Linked DNA regions of Pan troglodytes: region 2 is linked to region 1. A link is a contact called in public Hi-C data. All regions are on one chromosome and are shown on one strand. The core of a region is the stretch at or near the end of the contact, and the rest is flanking DNA. Distances in the headings are between cores, read along the strand shown. Region 1 overlaps RUNX2 (RUNX family transcription factor 2). Region 2 has its middle 300 kb from the start of CLIC5.

Region 1 (3,619 bases), core at 605-3,104:
GCCAAGTTGGGTGGATCACTTGAGCCCAGGAGTTGGAGACCAGCCTGGGTAACAGGCTTTTGTAGAGATGGTGAAACCCCACCTCTACAAAAAAATACAAAAATTATCCGGGTGCGGTGACACATGCCTGTGGTCCCAGCTACTCTAGAGGCTGAGGAGGGAGGATCATTTGAGCCTGGGAGGCACTGAGTCACGCCACTGTACTCCAGCCTGGGCGACAGAGCGAGACTTTGTCTCAACAACAACAACAACAAAACTGTTGTTGAACTTTAAATATTTTTATGTTTTTTTAAAAACTATAATTCATTCTTTTTATATGGCAATCTTCAGAAACAGTATCAATATTATTTTAATTACTATATTAGAGAAATTCAACAAATTGACATATGTTTTCATATGGATATGATATATGAGCTACCCTCTGGTGTTGGGTTTTTATGCACACACTCTTGAGTGCTTGGGAAATCTGAGGCACTACATATCACTAAAGATGACTCCACTCTTATTTCTCCACCAACTTCTCTCCTGCCACCTAAAATAGGGGGTCTTAGAGGGAAGTGGTAATCAAATCTGACCTGTAACATAAACTTGAGAGAGAAAATCAGGTCTTTCCTATCTGATGGGTCTGCTGTACTCACAGACAGGATGTGATTGATCAAAATGACTACATGCGAGAGAAGAGAACAAAGCAGAGGACCAGGGCTGCTCCTGCGGACCCTGAGGATGAACCCAGGCAGAAAGGAGTCCCCAGGGCCAAGAAAGCACACTAAGAACCACCACCAGGAATAAAGGGAAGGCTATTTATTGGACCCCTCAGATCTGCAACAACACATTTTCAGAAGCAATCATGGTTTCCTCCGTGAGAGTAGACCAAATCTAGCTATTAAGGGTTCAGGTTAATTTCTCTTTTTCTGTCTTAGGTAGAAGCCACTGAAAGCCGTAAAAAAGAACCAGTCATCTGACATAAGGAATCCCTTCAGCATGTGTTTCAACCGAGGCAAAGCCTGTCACAAGCATGGAATTGTGTTTTAAAAACGCTCTAAAGATGGAAAGGAACCATGGAGCACCAATGTCAGAATCGATTTTATAAGTTCTCCTTCTAGGGTGGTGTTCCTTCAGCTTAGACTTCTTGAAGAGTGGTTGCATCTGCTTTCCATCCTATAAACCACAAAACATAAAAGTACAGAAGGCAAAACCATACCCAGGGGGTGCTCAAAAATGCTAATTGGGAGAGGGGTGGTTCATCTGTCTCAAGTTGCCTTTCATCAGGCAAAAATGGAGACAACCCTTTATGTAAACCTGTGGAGACGAGGAAAGCAAACAGTCTTTTTTGAGCAGGACCACAGCTTCTGAAGTACAATCACTGGTATGGGGAACAAAAAGGGGGTGGCTGTGCACTTCCTACAGTGATATATAAGAGTCATGAGCTCTAGGAGTCTCCATACTTTCAAATGACTAAAAAGCCAAATTTCGCATCTGCATAATTGAACCCTAAACACTTGGAGTCATATTGAGAAGGGAGGAAGGCAGACAAGAAAAAAAAAAAAGGCATCCCGGGAAAATGAACTGACTCCGGGAAAACATGTCCAATTCTCTTCTGAATGAGTAAGTTTGAGTGGGGGCAGCAGAGCAGGCAGAGAGCTTTCTGAAAGCCCAAAGGTATGCTGGAAACAAGGCAGCTGCTATTAGCAAGGCTCCTTTTGTAAACACTTTGGTTAAACATGTGTGGGTGTGAAGGAGGATCTGCTTTCCTAGGAATTGCTCACAACAAGGCACACCAGGGACAGGGTGCTGAACTTCATGCAGACGGGAGGAAACAAGTCAATGGGAGCAAAGCCTGAACCCGCACACAAAAGGCTATTTCCTGTTCCTGCGGCCAGCAGGCTTCTGTGTAACAGGACACCATGACAGCCAGTGATTCTGCCAAAGCTGTCTGCAGGGAGTACCTGCCGTATTGGGGCAACAAGGTATAATCAAAGATCCCCACAATCCCACCCCTTATTCTCCACCCATTTTCCCCCTAAACAGTACTCAAATCAGGCTGTGTAAACCTCAAATATTTCTTGAGAAAACTGGGGTGTCAAAAATGATATACAGAGTCTACTGGCTTAGAACTATGCCTCTTAATTGCTACCAGGGTCAATCATCCTAACACAGAGGAGCAGATTCGCCATTTCCTATCTTAAACTATTTCTGTCATATTACTGTCATTCATAATACAGACATACTCACACTTATACATATACACATTCATACATACAGAGATTCCCATTTCAAAACAATCTACACTAAATATGAAATGTTAAATTCTATGTCTTTTCTAATAACCCTGTCAGCAAGACTGGAGTTTTAGAATGAGCTTTCTTCACTCATTTCTGGTTCTCTTGACTAATAGGAAACCATTTACAAACAAATGGCCTCCTCCAAGCATAGGAAGAGCCCTAGACTGGAGGCTCTGGCACTAACTGTGCAGCCGTGGACGAATAATTTATGGCCTCTGAGTCTCACTGTTTTCACCTGTAACATGGGAATGGGTGGGTTATCTCTAAGATGTTTTCCAGATACAAAATGCTATGATGCTAACCACTCAGAAGAGTGAGCTCCCAACCCTCAGTCCTTTCTGGAGACTGTAACTGCATCAGAAATGACTGCAGCCATGCAGAGCTGACTCGGGGTGGCTATGAAAGGTAGCTGACAATGCAGCGCCTCCCATCACAGAGCATCTGGCTCATGTCTGCTGAGAAGCCCCAAGAGCAAGGTGCGGACCCCCCTTGTCCCCACCAAGGGCCTTCTCCAACTGATCTGGTGGCTACCAGAATCATCCGGCAGGAGACAGACCCGAGTGACAGAGTCTAAAAATGAAATCTGAGAAAAAAAAGCAGCAAACTGGTTAAAACTGGAAGCTATGTAGGGTACACCAGGCATGACCATAGGTTATATTACAACACAAACAATGGGAGAAGAGAGAATTAGTAAACTTAGAAGACAATAAGCAGAGAAGAGAATGAAAAACGATATGTATGGCCTAAGATATCATATCCTGTAATAAAATGTTAAAAGAAAAACCAGAAGGAAGTTGCATTGTTAAGACAAGGTGATGAGAAGCACTCTTATGTATCACCAACTTTTGCTAGATAGGGATCATAACTGTCTTACAGAAAAGGACAGGCATTTCTTGTTTTAAAAAAAATCTAATAGAAGAAGAAAGAGGCTATACCACATGTCATACCTGTCCTGGCCTCTCAGCCTTGGCATATCCTGAATCTCAATGGCAAAGCTAGAAGAGGGAAAGAAATGAGATACAAAAGGGTGGGACAAGAACTTGAAATGCCACTGAGATGTGATGCTGGCAAGGGAGAGTGGCCCTTAGTTCGAATCATAGTATTGAACTGGGTGTGGTAAATTCAGGTTCAAATCAGGCTGATGTCAACATCCAGGAAATCAGATATGGGCAGTCGGGGTATTACAGAAGGTCCCCAGGCATGGTGATACCTGATGTCACATGGATGATTATATCCATCGTTCTAGTAATTGTCTCTCATTCATTCATTCATTCATTCAAAAAAATATGTATCAGGTATCTACTCTGGTATTGTGTAGGCACTTGGAATATTAATGT
Region 2 (3,619 bases), core at 515-3,014, 200 kb before region 1:
TTTTCCAGTAGCCCCCAAGCAGTGCCCTAAGCAAAAGCGTGAATCAGGTGAGATTCTGCTGCATGGTTTTCCCATCTACATTTCAGTATCCTCCCCTCAACAAGGCCCAGATTCCCCCAAAAGTGCTGTACTAACTTGTTCACTCCTGACCACATCCTCCCATCAAATCCTCCTTGGACTCACAACTCTAAGACCCAGAAGGAAGGTAGAGATCATCTCATCTGGATCCTAACCTGGGTCCCTGAGCCCCCTAAATGTCCTAGCAGGCCATAACGGGAGTCCTAGAGGTATTCTTCGTATTTTTAAAGCCATTCATAAGCATATGAGTGTGCTACACATGAGACCAGACAGGCTAATTATGCCTCAGGTGCTTTGCTTTTGGATGGAATTATATCCACTGACTGTGTTCATTCTAGTTAGCTGGTGTTAAAGATTCTGATTACAAGTTTGTCATTTTAAATGTCAACAATTCCTCTTTCAGTAAATGTTGCTTGTGTCATAGACAGGCTTTTTTGTCTAAAAAAGAATCAATAGAGGAAAAATAATAAAAGGGCTCCTTTGAGGCAAAGAGGTGGAGAACCAAATCACCTCCCCATTTTACAGATGAAGACATGGAGTCCCAAGTGTTTCCCAAATTCATGCGGCTACTCTGGGGCAGAAGCAAGAGTTTAGCCTTGGTGTTTTTCCTTCTGCTCCAGCACTGCTTGTACAAGCTGTTCTGCCACATCCCAGGTTCTGTCCTCTCCTCGCAGCCCTGCCAATTATCAAGCAGCACCTAATAAGAAAACTACTGTCTCGTTGGCCAAGTGATGTACATATGTCAACAAGTCTTTCCTAGAACTGTCCTGTCCATCAAGTAGCCACTAGACACATGTAACTATTTAAATTTAAATTAATTACAATTAACTACGATTCAAAATTCAGTTCCTCAGTCACCCTAGCCACATTTCAAGGACTCAGAAGTCACATGTGGCTGGTGGCTACATATTAGACAGTGCAGACATGGCTCATTTCCACCATTGTGGAAATTTCTACTGGGCAGACTGCTGTAGATGCACTTGACTCTAATGGGGAAGGCCCCAGCCCTGTGACTGGGGAAGACATGAAGGTGCTTCTCATGGTATCAGGCTCTCTGCCTGGACTTATGGTCTATGGATCACCAATGACCTGGGGCCAGACCATTTCTGACCCCATTCCCTGGGGTCAGTTGCAACTGCAGTAAGTCCACCCAGGTCAGAGAAGGAGATCTTGCAACAGAAACAATCAGAAGGATCACCTTCTCCTTAGACAAGCCCTGTGGTTTCCATGACCAGAAACCACGTTCAAGGTTCAATCACTCTGAATATACATGTCACTCTGTCACAGGAGAAAGAGCACTAAAGGGGAGTCGGGAGAGGTGGGGTTCCAGCACAAGTGTTGCCTCTTACCAGCTGTGTGCCTCCAGCAACGCCCCCCTCTCTGGCCCTCAATCCCACACTAGGTAAACAACCCAGTCTTCTGGAGTCCTAAAATTCCACGCTGACCCCATCATCATTTCATTCCTCTCTCTCTGGTATGTGTCTTATCTTTCTTGGATGTGTGTGCATTTACAGAATGTTTCATCTTAATCAAGGACATAATAGAGAGGGCAGGGGAAATTGCCTTGGAGACTCCAAAGTGTGTGTTAACATAGAGAAAGAGCTCTGAAAACCTTCTAGGGCAGCAGAGGCTGTCAGGGTGCTCTTTTCCATGCAAGAATCCAGTAGAGGGGGATGTTGCATAGAGGCGAATTCCTAACAGGCTTTGCCTTCAGCTTGTCATTGTTAGTGCCCAAGCTCAGAGGGGAGGAAATGTCTTTTTCATCCTTGCGGGACCTCACATCTACTCTCTGTGTACCAGGACTCAATAAGTCTCTAAAAGCCTCTGGATGGACACAGGAAAGCCGCTGGTGTTCTTTCTGTGCATTTAACCCTAATGAATTTTCCCTTCCCATTTCCAAATTACAAAATCAAAGCTATTTTCTCAGGTGCCATATTTAGCAGCTGTCAGAAGTTGGAATCTGGCAAGATCAACAACTTTTGAATAGCTCAAAATTCGCTAAAGTCCCAGATGGGTTTTCCCCTTCTCTGCCCTCCCGCTCCCTTCTCAGAGCCAGCTTTCAGAGTCCACCTCGGGCGCCTGAGACCCGAGCAGTGTGCCTCTTTCAGTAAAGCATGGTTTTAAGGAAATAAAAACACATTTCCCTTTCACATGCCTCATTGCCTTATTTTCCCTCTCATTTTGACAAAATGGGGCTCTGCAGTCCTCCTCCTCAGATGAAGGCTGATTAGCAGCCACGGTCACTAATCTCTCACCATCTTCTTCTAAAAATGAGACTCACCCAGCCTCAGCACAACAACTAAGAGCAAAAGGTTCGTCGGAATTTCCAACTCCTGTGATTTCTCCCTTTGGTTCTTCAGAGATAACGGTGAGAGTGAAAGATGTAGAGGTGAGAGTAAGACACGCAGAGAAGCCCTGGCTATGAGCGCCCATAGTGGGCGTGGGGCAGCAGCCCTTGAAACTTCACGGTGAGATTCCACAGAAGGGATCTTTCCCTTGTAAATGTCCCACTTACGGCTTGAAGTTCAAGAAGGTAGGCCTGGATCCAGCCTCACCAGCCTGACCCTATGCCAGGCTTTCTGCAGCACTGGGAGGGAAGGGTGGAGAATGCTGAAGACAGAGATCTCCGGCAGTCACACCTTTCATGGAAAACAGAGACACCTGTCTTGATAGGTGAAGCTGTGGATGGTGGCTCAGCTGCTGTCTCAAAGCAATCAAAGAAAATGTCTGTGATAGGTGGAGGGAGATTTTGTTCCCCAAGGTTGGTTCTCCAAGCTGAATAGACAAAGGTGCAAGAAACAGGGAAATTCTCAAGCAAAATAAGTTGTATTTGCCGGAAAGTCTATCTGAGTGAGAATTCTCAAAATATTTTCTAAAGCTCCGAACTGTTTGGAGAACGTAGCCACAGTATATACAGAAATAAATGCCCCATTTTCATTAGAAGAGCCTTTGTGTATAAAGAGACGCATCCAGGCTTTGGGGCCAGACATTGGTTCAAATCCCAACCCTGTCACCTTCTACTCAGATAACCTCAGACAAGTCACCTAGAACCACTGAACCTCCATTTTCTCATCTCTAAAATGTAATGGCACCTACTTTTACAGACTTATTCCAGGGAATAAATAAGATAAACTATGTAAAAGCACTCAGGGGCCAGGTGAGGTGGCTCACCCCTATAATCCCAGCACTTTGGGTGGCCAAGGTGGGCAGATTACCTGAGGTCAGGAGTTCAAGACCAGCCTGGCTAACATTATGAAACCCCGTCTTTACTAAAAATACAAAAATTAGCCGGGCATGATGGCGGGTACCTGTGATCCCAGCTACTTGGGAGGCTGAGGTGGAAGAATCACTTGAACCTGGGAGGCAGAGGTTGCAGTGAGCCGAGATCGCGCCACTGCACTCCAGCCTGGGTGACAGAACGAGACTCCATATCAAAAAAAAAAAAAGCAAGCACTCAGCACCATGCCTGGCATATAGTCAGCACTCGCCAGATGTTAACTGCTATCATTACATTGCTAATGAAATAATACCACAACATTCT

The links. A called contact is a pair of places that touch in the nucleus more often than the background predicts.
Region 2: a Hi-C map of stem cell-derived neural progenitor cells shows a contact between it and region 1, with 5 times the contacts expected there. The contact joins two enhancer-like sites. A contact is called at or near these places in 2 of 7 Hi-C or Micro-C datasets (induced pluripotent stem cells and stem cell-derived neural progenitor cells).

Annotation. Positions count from the first base shown.
Region 1 is chr5:51,388,691-51,392,309 of NHGRI_mPanTro3-v2.0_pri, reverse strand. All of the region lies in intron 6 of RUNX2 (RUNX family transcription factor 2), which reads right to left. Among named protein-coding and RNA genes, the nearest start is that of SUPT3H, 130 kb to the right of the region's middle. Within about 2 kb of position 1,854, at least 4 of the 24 cell types and tissues checked have an H3K27ac peak or open chromatin away from gene starts, as enhancers often do. A contact at or near this core is called in stem cell-derived neural progenitor cells, where this site is marked.
Region 2 is chr5:51,592,741-51,596,359 of NHGRI_mPanTro3-v2.0_pri, reverse strand. No RefSeq gene overlaps it. Among named protein-coding and RNA genes, the nearest start is that of CLIC5, 300 kb to the left of the region's middle. Within about 2 kb of position 1,764, at least 3 of the 24 cell types and tissues checked have an H3K27ac peak or open chromatin away from gene starts, as enhancers often do. A contact at or near this core is called in stem cell-derived neural progenitor cells, where this site is marked.